Regions from separate parts of the Zea mays genome. Here region 2 is linked to region 1. The links are chromatin contacts, called in public Hi-C maps. All regions are on one chromosome and are shown on one strand. The core of a region is the stretch at or near the end of the contact, and the rest is flanking DNA. Distances in the headings are between cores, read along the strand shown. Region 1 holds the start of LOC100279978 (Serine carboxypeptidase K10B2.2). Region 2 holds the start of LOC100285363 (hydrophobic protein LTI6B).

Region 1 (6,804 bases), core at 1,381-3,880:
CGCACTGTTTACAAAGTGGAGTTTTAAATAGACAGTGGGATAGAGAGGCTGCTGGAGACAGCCTTGTTAGATTGTCCTTCTTCTCTGGGCTCTAAAATAATCCATATAGACTTTCACACCGCATAAGGGGAAGGGAAAAGGTATGTTGGCATGCATTCAAATGTAGCTTTTCGGAACCAGGTACCTATTTAGTAAAGATATGGTCCATGGTATTATCTATGACACTGAACTTTGATTATAAGTTTATAACAGAGTGGTATCGTCTACTACTCAGAACATTGGTTTATAACAGAGCACCATTTATACTAGTTGAGCCTCTACTCCTTTGTTCAGTATTCTGATTATTCAAAAGTTTGCAGGCGGCATTTTCTGCAGTGCCCTTCAACCTTGTTGAGCAAGAATTTTGAGAAGCTTATTCAGTGTGATCAGCGGCTATATCAATTGAGTCAACAACCGGAAATCACATTAGACTCTGCGTTGTTTGAACCTAGGAGCTCAATATTTGAGGATCCGGTTGAATCAAAATGTGCTGGGTTTACTAATTTGAAAGATGAACATGAGGCTCTACCTGGCTATTCAGGCCCGGTGTCACCATGTGCTGGTTCCTCCATATCTGCTAAGAATGAAAACAATGATTCCATTGGAATGACAGCTGAATATCTTTCTCAGACAGTAGGAACAGGTAATTTAAATCCTGTGATGGCATCTTCTTCATTCCTTTCCGCTCTCGCAGCACGTTGCGAGTTGCGCTGCCTTACTGCTCTGCTTATCAGCACCTTAAAGTATAAGTGCCCCCTATCTGTATGTGAGGCAACCATGTACATGATTTGCTTTAGTTCTTTCGTTAGATGCATATCTAAGATTGAATATATGGCTGATGTGCTAGCCTGCACATTCTCTAATCCTCTCCTGTCGTCGAATCAAAATTTCAAGGTGTTTCACATGATCACAAGATACATCTGCAAATATTTTAATTACTCTTTCTAACCCCACAGGCATTTTTACAGGAGTTGGTGCTGTAGGTGTACAAGCTGTTGGCAGAAATGTGAATGGTGCAGCACCAGAATTCACTATTCCCCACTGGTGGAGTCAATTGAAGGTGCCTGGGCTTAGACCATCGATGTCTGTGGATGATTTTGTGAACCACCTAGGCAACTGCATCTCAGAGCAGATCACTTCAGGCAATCCGGCGTTGGCCAACAACGAGGTGCCGACCAAAGAAACACTTGAGGGGATTGCTCAGTACCTTCTTGGTGACACACAAGGCCCACCGGTTTCTGCTTCAGACGAGAGATCACTGATGGCCAGGGTGGACTCCCTCTGCTGTTTGATTCAGAAAGACACAGTGCCGGTTACCAAACCAAAACCTGAGCCAAATGACAGCGACAGCATCGGTGTTGAAGCCTCGGATGGTTCCGACGAAGAATTCAGCTCTGCACCAACTGGGAAACCTACAGATGCCACCAATCTACCAGCCATGTCAAGAAAGGATTCGTTTGGGGAGCTGCTGACTAACCTCCCCCGCATTGCCTCGCTACCACAGTTCCTCTTCAAGATACCAGAGGGTACAGAGAACTGAAGCTGGAAGTCAAGACCTCGCGCCCTTATGCTGTAAAGATTGTACCCAAGCAATAAGAAATCCGGTAGGTTGTATTCTGGTGCACCAGTTCCCCGCCCTGTAAATGTGACACTCGGTAGGTTGCCCCAGCTGTGTGTTTCGCGACTGAAATGGGTAGTGGAAAAATTGAGATGTTCGTTGGTTCTTTTAACTCAATCGTGTCCCACGCAAAACTTCTGAGCTTAATTTTCAGGCGGCACCTCCACTGGTACCCTGTATGTTCCTGATTGACGTGTATATAAAGGTTGTTTCGATCTGTCATGAACGTAAGGTTTTCAGATTGACATGTTCCAGATTGACGTGAATGTAATGTTTTCATCTGTCATAACTCATAACCACTCAGTTTCGTTGTTAATTTTGTGCCATAACTCAAACACTCGGTCCCGTTTTTAGTTTTGGGTCTGTTAGGTTGGCTTTTAATTTTTACGCGACTATAATCATGTCAAACCAAAATAGACCGTGGCTTGGTGTGCACGTGATGGGCTGATGGCGTTGGCGTGCCGGGCCGTGCCGCGCTCCACCCAACATAATCACACGATCCGCACCCAAGACCAAACACATCATCATGCTAGTTCCTCACCTGCAACTGCAAGTCTGTCACCCCGCTCACGGGACCAGATCGCAGTGTTGTATACGCTATATATTTCGCGGCATAGTTGCGTAGCTACAGTATTTCATCAATTATATTTATAGCGCGTGCAAATCGTTATGATACTAGTATTGACCATAGCAAGAAATCGTGTGTTATATAAAGGAAAAAATATAATAGTGGAATTAGAATGAATAAAATATGTATTAATAGTTGATATAGAAGGAATATATATATAGCGGTAGTGTGGAAAATTATAATATAAAGTAAGGAATCTTGACGACTAAAGGATTATAGATCAAAGATATGGCACTGAGGATAGCCTCACGGGCGGCGGCTCGCGTGTCCCGCCAGCTAGCCGCACACTTTCCTCTCTTTCAGTTTCGCTTCGCAGACTTCGCTTGCGCTTCACCCAACCTTAACCGCAACGGTTCCCGTGCGGAGTTTTTATTATGAATGAATGAATACGAATTCAGAGCACGAGCGCCGTTGATTGGCCGCTACTAGTACTACCAGCTAGGCCACTGCTCCTCTGCTACCCGCTAACCTCGCGCCGGAGTCGTCGCCCACGATGGCCTACCGATCCGCAGTGCTCTTGCCCGCCCTCCTACTGGCCGTCGCCGTCGTCGTGGCCTCCGCCGCCGCCGGGGACGGGAGGTGGCGGGAGGAGCAGGCGCGGGACCGGGTGCCGCGGGTGCCGGGGCAGGCCTTCAACACCAGCTTCGCGCAGTACGCCGGGTACGTGACCGTCAGCGAGCAGCGCGGCGCTGCGCTCTTCTACTGGTTCTTTGAGGCCGAGAAGGACCCGGGGTCCAAGCCCCTCGTGCTCTGGCTCAACGGAGGTGCGTGCGCTACCTACCTACGTACCCATACCTTATCACCCGCCCGCCTGCTGCGTGCTTCGCTTCGCGATCCGTTTCGTACTGTGATGACTGTTTGGGTCTGATGGGTACTTGGGGGAGATCTGTGGACTAATCATCTGATTGAGGTTGCGGGGGATCGGGCAACCAAGGATTTTCGGACTTCGGTGTAGGTGACCTGTGGTCTCCAGCTTGTTTTTTAACAGGGGAGCCGAGAGTGATGCCTTGCGTGCGCTGTGTGTACATGCACAGATGCTTGTGGTACCCTCATTCTTGCCAGGACTAGGATTTAGCTTGGGGGCCGTAAGTTTAGATCAAGTATTAAATATACTCTAATTACAAAACTAATTACATCGATCAAGATTAAACTTTAATAGAAAAAGAGAGAGACGAGGATTAAACGACAAGACAAATCTGTTAAAACTAATTAGTCCATGATTCACTCATGTGATGCTACAATAAACATTTACTTATCATATGTTCATTTGTGTAATTAGACTACATTTAAACATCCTATGTGATACTAACTAAACTTTAGTAAAGGGGTATCCATTGTCTGGATAGCTCTTTTAATTTTCACCCAACTCTCTCTCTGAATGACGACTGTGCAAGCATGCAAGCAAGTTGGATCTCTAGATCGTGATCTAATTTGTCGTTTTTTAATAAAGCTACATGAGTTGGTGGTCGTGAGCATTAGATTTAAGCTATATATAAGTAGAACTTTTTTTTTCTCAAACACGCAGGAGACCTGCTTATCATTTCATAAATAGAAGAAAACAGAAAGAAAAAGGACAGGTCCACAGCCCACACACCCGAAAGCTAACAACATGGAAAGGCCCTTGGCCCCAGCCATACACCACAGAGTGTGGTCGTCGTCGGCCAACCCTAACACACTATACAAATTAGGAGAGATCCCCTTGAAGACGCAATCGTTGCGGTGTTGCCAAATATCCCAAGCTCCAAGGATCACCAGCGAATTGAAACCAATCTTGCGAGGACCATCACCTAGATCGACAGAGCTGCTCCACCATATATAAGTAGAACTAGTAGGCAACAGGTTACCATTGGGTTATTGGTAGACTTATCCGGTCCATGATATGTTTCTCTTTACTGAAGTTCATCTGTTGTACGGTAGCACAATATATCAGTTAAATTACTTCATGTAAATCTTTCAGGGCCTGGATGCTCGTCCATTGCTTTTGGACTTGGAGAAGAAGTAGGACCTTTCCATGTTAACGCAGATGGGAAGGGGGTCCATGTCAATCCTTATTCTTGGAACAAAGGTACCATCCAATTAAACAAATATGTTCACAAACAATACTACTGTTTTCCGTTTTTAATTTCTGCATGTGTTGTTATGTGTTTTTTCTTTGCACTTTTGTTTCCGATCTCCACGGATTGTTGGATTGTTGATACTGTCAGTAAATTGTATTTTTTTTCTATTATACAACTAACCTCAGTTAGGCAGCAGTTTACTACATTTCGCAGTAGCTTAGCATTCTTAGCCTTTGCTTTTTTGTGAAGCAAACTGGTAGGCTTGTATATACAATCTGGGAAGGATCACAACTGTGAAAAGATGAACATGAAAAAAAGAAGAAAGAACGGTTTTTCGAGTATGCCTGCCAACTAATTTTTTCCCTGGATTTTAATCTTTCCTTAAGCTCAACCTTATTAGCACAAATTCTTGCCTTTAGTCGTGGAGTTGATTTCAGTTCTGTTAGATGCAAAGTGCAACTTGACCATTGATTCATGAACCTTTTCTAAGTTCTGATAACCATATTGGATAAAACTCTTGTTCCATTCTTTTTAGAACTTTCCTTTTTAGCAAAACTGTTAAGATTTTTCTATAGCTAAGCTTACATGGTCTTTTTTTCTTCTTCTTCTATCGAACAAGTCAGGATAGCCGTGTGACATTTGATACAAGAAAAAGAGTAGCGTATCAGTTCTTATACACTGTTTAACCCACCTTTATACTTCATTACTTCAAGGACAGATCTGTTAATAACGTCTTTCGTTTTGCAGTTGCAAATTTACTGTTCCTTGATTCACCTGTTGGTGTTGGTTACTCATATTCAAACACCTCTGATGATGCTTTAAAAAATGGGGATGCAAGAACTGGTACTGTAGTCCCTGCACTATTGTATTCCTGGCCCTGAAAGAAATTTTATTAGAATTTTCTCACTGGTTCTCTCAATATTTTACAGCCACGGATTCATTGGCATTCTTACTGAAGTGGCTTGAACGCTTTCCTCAATACAAGGAACGCGAATTTTATTTGACAGGGGAGAGTTATGCTGGTGTGTACCTTCTATGAAATTCTCTGTGTATTAACAACTATTTTTTTCTTTCTAAAAACATGGCAAAACTTTGATGGAACTCCAATTTGGTTAGGTCACTATGTTCCTCAACTGGCTCAAGCCATAAAAAGGCACCATGAGGCTACTGGTGACAAATCAATTAATCTAAAGGGCTATATGGTATGTTTTTGGTAATTTTGCCTTTACTTCTCCAATACCACCAACTAAATTAGATATTTCTTGTTATATTTATAATTTACTTTGAAGTTTTTTGTTGTCCCTTGTGTCCTATGTCCTTGTCATAAAAGAACCTTGAACTTTTGATTTGCAAATCAAGTGTATTGTTATCCTAATTAGTATGTTGGGCTAATGCAATGGTTGACTGACCTTTGTCTGCTACCCACTTATATATGTTATCCTAATTAGTATTGTTATGTTTCCTCATTGGTTTTGCTTTATTGATTATCAAAGGATCGTATTTGATAGTTGGCTCCAATCTGTATTGAGATGTATTTTGAACTATATCAACCAGAATTATAGTGTTGTTTCGTTATATTTAAGTCATTCTATGCAGGTAGGGAATGCTCTCACTGATGATTTCCATGACCACTATGGAATATTTCAATTCATGTGGACTACTGGCCTGATCTCTGATCAAACATACAAGCTGCTGAATGTTTTCTGTGACTACGAGTCCTTCGTGCATTCGTCTCCACAGTGTGATAAGATTATGGATATTGCTAGCACTGAAGCTGGAAACATTGATTCATATAGCATCTTCACACCTACATGTCATGCATCTTTTGCCTCTTCAAAGAACAAAGTGATGAAAAGGCTACATGTAAGTTTTGAATCCAAAACTCAAGCGATAGTACGTAGTTTCTGGAGTACATGAGTAGCAATGAAAATCTAACAGAGTTATCATGTCCTAAATGCTCGTGTTCAAATTCATCATACACATGTGGACATTTGATTTTGTAAATTTATATAATAAAAAGTAATGGTTAATATAATCGATTATGTGAATTCTCTATTGTTGATCCTAATGCCACACCAACATGCATGCAAACACCAATAGAGGCACATAAATTAATATAAGGTGAAAGTAGCAGAAACTACCAGGCTACCACCTACCCTATTTGTTATAATAGTAAAGACTGAAGATATATCACTACATTTTGACTCTGCTGCATATATATGTGTAAGTTACATGACTGTTGCTTTCTCCCAAAAATAAAAAGGAATATTGCAGTTTTAGATTCACTGTTAGTCTTTTTTTGTACTTAAAAATTCTCAAAGGAGTTCCATTTGGGCTACAGTCTAGTTTACAATCTCATCCTAATTCTGGTATCTCAGATCGGGGTCCAGAAACCACCTGACCAAACCAGGAATTTGGGCTACATGTATATTGTTTTAAATGGATTGCGTAGAACACTACTA
Region 2 (6,804 bases), core at 1,802-4,301, 340 kb after region 1:
AATTTCTTTTTAGGAGATTCGCTCTAGCTGCTTCAGTTTCAGAAGGTGCAGCTGCAGTTTCTGATGACATCTTTAAGTTTCAGAATGCTATCCTTTCTCTTGACCGCAGTCTGCAGGATCTAGAGGCTAAAACCAAGGGAGGAAAGCAGGGGAGGCCAAGTTAGCAGGAGAGGCCAAGTTAGCGGATGGGGATGAGCAGGGAGGGGAGCAGCCGGCGGGGGAGGAGAACTCACCTTGGCACTGGCAGGAAGCAGGGACGACGGGGACGAGGGAGGCCGGCGGCTGCACTTCCTCCGGCGCGTTATAGCGGCTGTCGGCTGGATTTTGCCGCGCGGGGAGGAGAGATGCCGATCGGGACAGCGGCTGGATTTTGCCGCGCTGGGAGGAGGGAGTCCGAGCGGGATAGCAGCTGGGAGGAGGGATTTTCCCGCGCGGGAGGAGCACGGCGCGCGCGCGCTAAAAACCTGGCCGCGCGCTAAAAATCTAAGCGCGCTAAAAACTTGGCCGCCTACGCGCCCGCCTACGGCGCCTGCGCACCGCAAACTCGCCGCGGAGGCGCGGCTGAGCGCCGCCTAGACGCCGCACAGCCCCCTAGGCTACGCGTCAGCCCGTCGATTAGCGCCTAGGCGCGCCTAGCCGCCGCCTAACCGCCGCCTAGCCGAACCCTGCTTAGGTCATAGCTGTTGTTTCACGGTTTCACCTTAGTGTTACTTTAACTTATAGTGCAATTGCTGTTTCCCCGCTTTTTTTGGTGTTGTTAAACTTAAGTGAAAGTTCTCATGGTTCACAGCTTCTGCACAACCAATGTTATTGACCTTTAAGGTTCTCTGCGCTTTTTTATGCTTTCCCTTGGTTCTAAGTTGAAGAGATCTTAATGTTTATGGTATGATGGATCCTGCTTGACCACAAAGATTTGGATGTTTATGGTATGATGGCTCCTGCTTGACCACAAAGATTTGGAAGGTTGAAGTGATTTAAAATGTTTTAAGACTTAGCCTTTGATTGTTCTCTCTCTCTTGTTTGTTACTTCAAAAGCATCTGAAGTTTACTCCTAGAATTCTAATTTGTAAAACCACCTGCAATCTGCAGATCGGGATCAGATTGCTTTTGGAAGAATCCAGAAGAGCAAGCAAATATCACATCTAGTCATGCACAACCGCCTACTATTTTGGAAGAGGGCCTAGTGTTAGTAATAGTGAAACAAATGGAGTCAGTCCTCAGACTAATCAGCCTATCACTTCTTAGATGGAAACTGATATTGATGTGCTCTTTGAGAAGGATGTTGATTTGTCGTTGGGAAATCTGGGCCATTGTTGTCGCTGGAAACTATCTTTTTTCCATCCTACAACAGTCCCTGTCAACTACACATTCTCACTAGGATCTACATTCTCACTAGGATCTTTGTTCTAGTACTTGATTTGTCTTTGAATCACTGGAGTGCTCCATTACGTACAAGTGATGATTGGCTAAGTTCTGAGGTGATATGCTCCATCATGTACAAATGATGATTTGAAAACATCAGACATCACACATTCCAACAAAAAACAAAAAACTTAGAGTCCCTTTGGAATGCAGAAATTTTGGAGGATTCATACAAGAATTTCACAGGAATCAATTCATTTTTGCAGGAAAAACACTTGAAACAGAAAGAATTCCCACATTCTAAAGGGAGACTTAGCTCGGTATACACCTTCACACAAATATTTAGCAAAAATCTTCAAAAATCATGGCCTGACCAGCGCAACTAAACAACAATACAACTTAAGCCAATCTCATAGCTAGGTAAACCAAACATCATCTAAAATTGTGCAACCACTTTGGGCCAGGTGCAACGAAAACAGACATCTGGGGGCTTCCTCTAGCCAGCCAGGTGTTTCCATCCTTGCTATGGTTTCTAGTCATGTCAGGTTCTGACCACCCTACCAAACATGTCTATGTGTTGTTATATGGACATTTTGTAATGCCTGAAGCTGTGTGTTAGTCTCTGTTTTTTATGTTTTGGAGAGAGAGAGAGGCTAGGATGGAACGACCGAAGCATCATGTGGATATAAGAAGGCCAGAAGCGTCATTTCAGGTTGCTGGGGGAGAAAACATTAAAAAGAGTTCCTAAGGGTTGAAAGGATATGTTTTAGAGGAGAAAACGTATTTAAGGGTACGAAAACAAATATCACGTATTAAAGGGTAAATGATGAAAGGGGCGTGGAGAAAATTATGAAAAAAAAACTCCATTTTACAATGTATCAGGTTTTATTAAAAGAGTTTTTCTCAATAGGACGGTGATACTTTTAGCGCATGTACAATTTATTTAATATGATTTTTTAAGGGACTTTAAAGGGTTAACTGAAAAAAACATGAGAGTTTATCATCTAGAGATTTAAGATTGTGTTATGTAGTCTCCTATATTTAGAAAATCGATTGAAAGGCTCAGGTACGGAAAAAATGTCTTAGACGTAATCTCGATTCCTGGTGTGACTAGAGATGGCAATGGGTACCCGCTACCCGAAACCCGGTGGGTTTTTGCTCTATTAGGGTATGGGTTTGGGTCAATTTCTCTACCCACGGGTTTGTTAATGGGTTCAAACGGAAACCCAACGGGTACGTGGGCATGGGTTTGTTCTTCCACTACCCATACCCGCAAACCCATGGGTTTTTAAAACCCGCCTTAAAATTAACATTTCTTATAAATATGTCTCATAATATTACTAATTGAATATGTTCTAATTGAAATAAACTTTATGTAACAAAATTTAGGCTAAAATTAGTTACCACTTGCTCCTTTTATGCTAGCTTATTAATGTATTGATTGTCATTTACATAATGAATTATTTTTTATGTTGATGTTAGTGGGTATGGGAAACCCGTTGGGTACCCGAAACCCGCATGGGTATGGGTTTGGGCAAAATTTTATACCCGTCATGGGTATGGGTTTTTTAGCGGGCGTATTTTTTCTTCGCGGGTACGGGTTTGGGCAAGTAATACCCAGCGGGTTTTTACCCATTGCCATCTCTAGGTGTGACACGTAAAAATTTCATTGCTGGCTCAGCTTGCGCCATACCGCGTCGTGCGGAGTTCTTCTCTCCTTCCGCTCGAAGAGAAGAGAAAAAAGAACGGTCCGTGCTCGGCTGCCGTGAATCTCTCTCACCTCCCCGAAGCAAGCGAGCGGGGCAGCGCGCCAGGAAGGATCGGAGGAGACGCCATCAATCAGCACTTGCACGCGCGCGGTCGGCCGCAGGTGGAGGAAGAAGATGGGCCTGTGCTCGTGCTGCTGCCGGTGCCTGGAGCTGCTGTGCTCGGTCCTCCTCCCGCCCCTCGGCGTCTGCCTCCGCCACGGCTGCTGCTCCGTGAGTCCCGCTCTATCCTCCCCTTCCCTGCTTGCTTTGCTCTGCTCTTACAGCCCGTTGCCTTTCTGGGCAGATGGAGTTCTGGATCAGTGTGCTGCTCACCATCCTCGGCTACCTCCCCGGCGTCCTCTACGCCGTGTACGTCATCTGCTCCGTCGACCCCCACCGCCACCGCGACAACGACGACTACGTCTACGTAGCATGACAAGATGGACCGGTCCCCGTGGTGCTCTGGTCCGTGTCTCTGCTGCTACCTCCGTCCTCTGTGCTGTGTGCATCTTTTTGTTTGGTTTAGTAAACTAAATCCATCCTGTGGCCTTCTGTAAACTGTAAATTCGTATGTCGAATCTGACAATCTGGACGGATTCATTCCATAAACTAAGATCTGGTGTTGCGGGATCTGTGGAGTTAGTTAGGGTTACTTTGCTACCTCGTTCAGTTGTGCTTGTGAAATGAAACTGCAGATGGTTATTAAATCCCCTGCATTTTCCCTCATTGCCCGTTGTGCCTTTTGCATTTCAATCCATCCTTGCATTGCCTAACTTTTAGCGAGCAATCAAGCACCATGCCACTAGACTTGAATACAGCTACTCCTTACCAAAACAAAAACCATGAGAACTGAAAAGCAATCGATGAAATAAGGGTTTTATGAACAGTACTTGTTTAGAAACAGGTTCTGAGATCCATTCCCTGTTAGTAACAAAGCATGGAATTTTAACAGCTAGGGGATCATCATGTTCAATGATTCGGAGAGGGTCAAAGCCTCTATTAGCCATATTAGCTAGTGGTGTCAATTCGGAACTGTTCTTACAAGCTCATTGCTCCATAGTAAATATTGTCTAAGTTCTAACTCTAAAAAAGTAAAAAGGCCTAGCATAACATAGTAGGAAACCATGCTCCCATAATCACATCTGAGAGGCCTTGACATGCTGAGCGAATCTTGAGTGTCTGTGATTCATAAGGGCTTCTGGGTTTCCTTCTTCAACCTAAAGTGGAGCGGCATAGTGTTAGATAACTCCGACATTTAATCGGACAATAAGGCATTTGAACAAAAGCATACTCATGACCTGGTCTGTCATAGAATTAAAACGTTGATCCATTTTGGTCTGTCACTTGGTTTAAGACTGTGTTTAACATAAATTTTGAACAGATGTGGCATCCTCATTTGTATTTGTTATGATATATCATTCTTGTGATTTGTGAAATGTTATTTCGGTACATATGTTCTGAGTTCATTCCCACATTCCACTTTGGTTTTTGCAATGGTCCTTCAAAATGTCAATCCTAGTAGCGCAACTTACCAGTTTTCCTTGATCAAGAACTAGAATATTGTCCATCTTCATCACTGTTGAAATACGATGCGCTATGGTGAGAACAGTCATGCCTTTGCATTCAGCAGAAATAGTATTTTGCAACAGGGAGGCTGTTTGGTTGTCAACATTGGCTGTGCATTCATCTAGACAAAGCACCTGCAGAATCATTAACAATTACATACATCACTTATTTGATCATCTCTGACTGAGATTTTTTAACTCATCATGAAAACTGATAGAATTAGCCAGATGAATTTTATTAGGCTTTTGCACATTTGTTTATCTGCTATAAGATATACTTCAATGATAAGATAGCCCGTACCTTGGATGATTTTAGGATGGCTCGGGCAAGGCATAGGAGCTGCCGCTGCCCTACTGAAAAAGATGCACCGCTTTCTTTCACATGAATGTCAAGTCCACCTATTGATTCTACCTGTCCCTTCATATGGCAGTTTTCAAGAACTTCCCATATCCTAAGATCTGTTTTTGTATTGAAAGGATCCAGGTTTTCCCTGTCATGTATATTCACTATTAAAATATTGAATGTTGAACATTATTTTTTGTTTATTCCCTAATCAGTGCAAGCATGAAAATAGTCAGCATGAAAACAGTGAAAAGCCAGCCTGAAAACTCTGAAAAAGAGGATCAGTAGTTACCTCAAAGACCCATCAAACAAAAAGGGGCTCTGTGGGACCACTGCAAAATGTCCACGGAGTTCTCGGACGGCAACTTTAGCCAAATCAATGCCATCTACTAATATGCGGCCGTTCCAAATTGGAACTAAGCGGAAAAGTGCATTCAGTATACTTGATTTGCCTGCTCCAGTCCTTCCTATTATTCCAACCTAAAAGGCAGCACAGATTTCAGGATACCTTCACAAAATCAAAATAATTCAGTGGAAGTCTTGGAAGCATCGTACCTGCATGCCTGATGCAATAAGGAACGAAACGTCACTTAAAGCAGGTGGGAGCTCTGGCTTGTACTTCAGTGTTACATGTTCAAACTCGATCTTCCCTTCCGTTGGCCAGCTTCTCGGTGGAGGTTCTGATCCCTGGAGTTCTTCTTGAGGTATGCCAATGTACTGCAAGCATCATCAAACTATTAGAGCTAGAGACATGCTTGATGAATAAGAGTATAAGATTCTTTGGGTTACCTCGTCAACCCTTTCCACGGAGATCATTTCCTTTTCTGTCTCTGTAAAGGTGGTTAAGAAGCCATTGAGCAATGATACTACCGGTGCTGCATATGATAAAGCCAGGCCCACCTGCAATATATATTATTTTTAATATTGATTTGTATCTAGTACTTTGAACAGAATTATATTTATAATTTGCATCGAGATGGAAATGCCTAAGCACAAGGTCAGCAATTGTGTCCAATAAAACCTACCAGTCCAGGTGTTGCAAAGTTGACAAGAGAACTGCTATGGAAGCTGATAGTAGCCATCATGGCGATAAACAGAATGATAAAACCTGCCAACAACTGAACAGTTTGCTCGTCACTGCAGTGCCTGATTATAGGCCTCACTGATGGATAAAAGTAACTAATTCCATGTACATGATTATTTTATTATAGCAGGACAAAAAATATACACCTGGAGTCTCAACGAGAGCCACAAACTAGCAACGAGCTCAGTGTAGGACGTTTTCTGATATAGTGTCACATGTTGGATGAATCTTTCAAAGAAGAACCCCTGTGTAGTGAACTGTCAGCATCTTGAACAAACCACTCAAGCACTAGCACTAGGGGCTAGTGCCTTTGATATGTGACACTTTTGAGTTCAAAAGGAAAGTTATGATGTTTTAACATCCTTATGAATTTGTCTAAATGCAATTAGAATGCTTCCTTCTAGCCCAGGAAGAAAAATGAAACATACTTCATTCTGGAAAGCTCTTATTGTTGATGAACCATCAAGTGTCTCTGTGAAAGATGAATAGATTGGTGAACGAGCAACGCTATCAAGTCGCCGTACTTCACGTGATGTAGACCTGTAATAGAACTGTACAAAACATTAGTTTCTTTCTCCATATGGTACGCCATAGATATATACCGTGATGCACTGTGTTAACTAAGAGGAAAAGAGGATTAACTGTTACACACTGATGTATTAAAGTATGGATTTTATATAGTAGTCTATAAAGGTTGAGATA

The links. A called contact is a pair of places that touch in the nucleus more often than the background predicts.
Region 2: a Hi-C map of tassel shows a contact between it and region 1, with 2.1 times the contacts expected there. The contact joins the promoter of LOC100285363 here to the promoter of LOC100279978 in region 1. A contact is called at or near these places in 2 of 25 Hi-C or Micro-C datasets (bundle sheath and tassel).

The regions. Positions count from the first base shown.
Region 1 is chr9:13,942,053-13,948,856 of Zm-B73-REFERENCE-NAM-5.0, forward strand. It overlaps LOC100279978 (Serine carboxypeptidase K10B2.2), which reads left to right and starts at 2,631. Exons shown (of 10, transcript NM_001152926.1): 1 at 2,631-3,049; 2 at 4,243-4,350; 3 at 5,090-5,185; 4 at 5,272-5,364; 5 at 5,459-5,544; 6 at 5,939-6,205. The coding sequence starts at 2,779. It overlaps LOC100275680, which reads left to right. Exons shown (of 6, transcript NM_001149708.2): 5 at 360-682; 6 at 1,008-1,944. The coding sequence ends at 1,579.
Region 2 is chr9:14,277,863-14,284,666 of Zm-B73-REFERENCE-NAM-5.0, forward strand. LOC100285363 (hydrophobic protein LTI6B) reads left to right here and starts at 3,052. Exons shown (of 2, transcript NM_001158255.2): 1 at 3,052-3,341; 2 at 3,415-3,817. The coding sequence starts at 3,246. The coding sequence ends at 3,546. It overlaps LOC103637972 (ABC transporter C family member 13), which reads right to left. Exons shown (of 36, transcript XM_008660967.3): 28 at 6,531-6,653; 29 at 6,249-6,347; 30 at 6,044-6,136; 31 at 5,808-5,918; 32 at 5,574-5,735; 33 at 5,311-5,498; 34 at 4,977-5,166; 35 at 4,643-4,810; 36 at 3,975-4,327. The coding sequence ends at 4,247. LOC100382549 reads left to right here. Exons shown (of 2, transcript NR_159452.1): 2 at 1,090-1,298.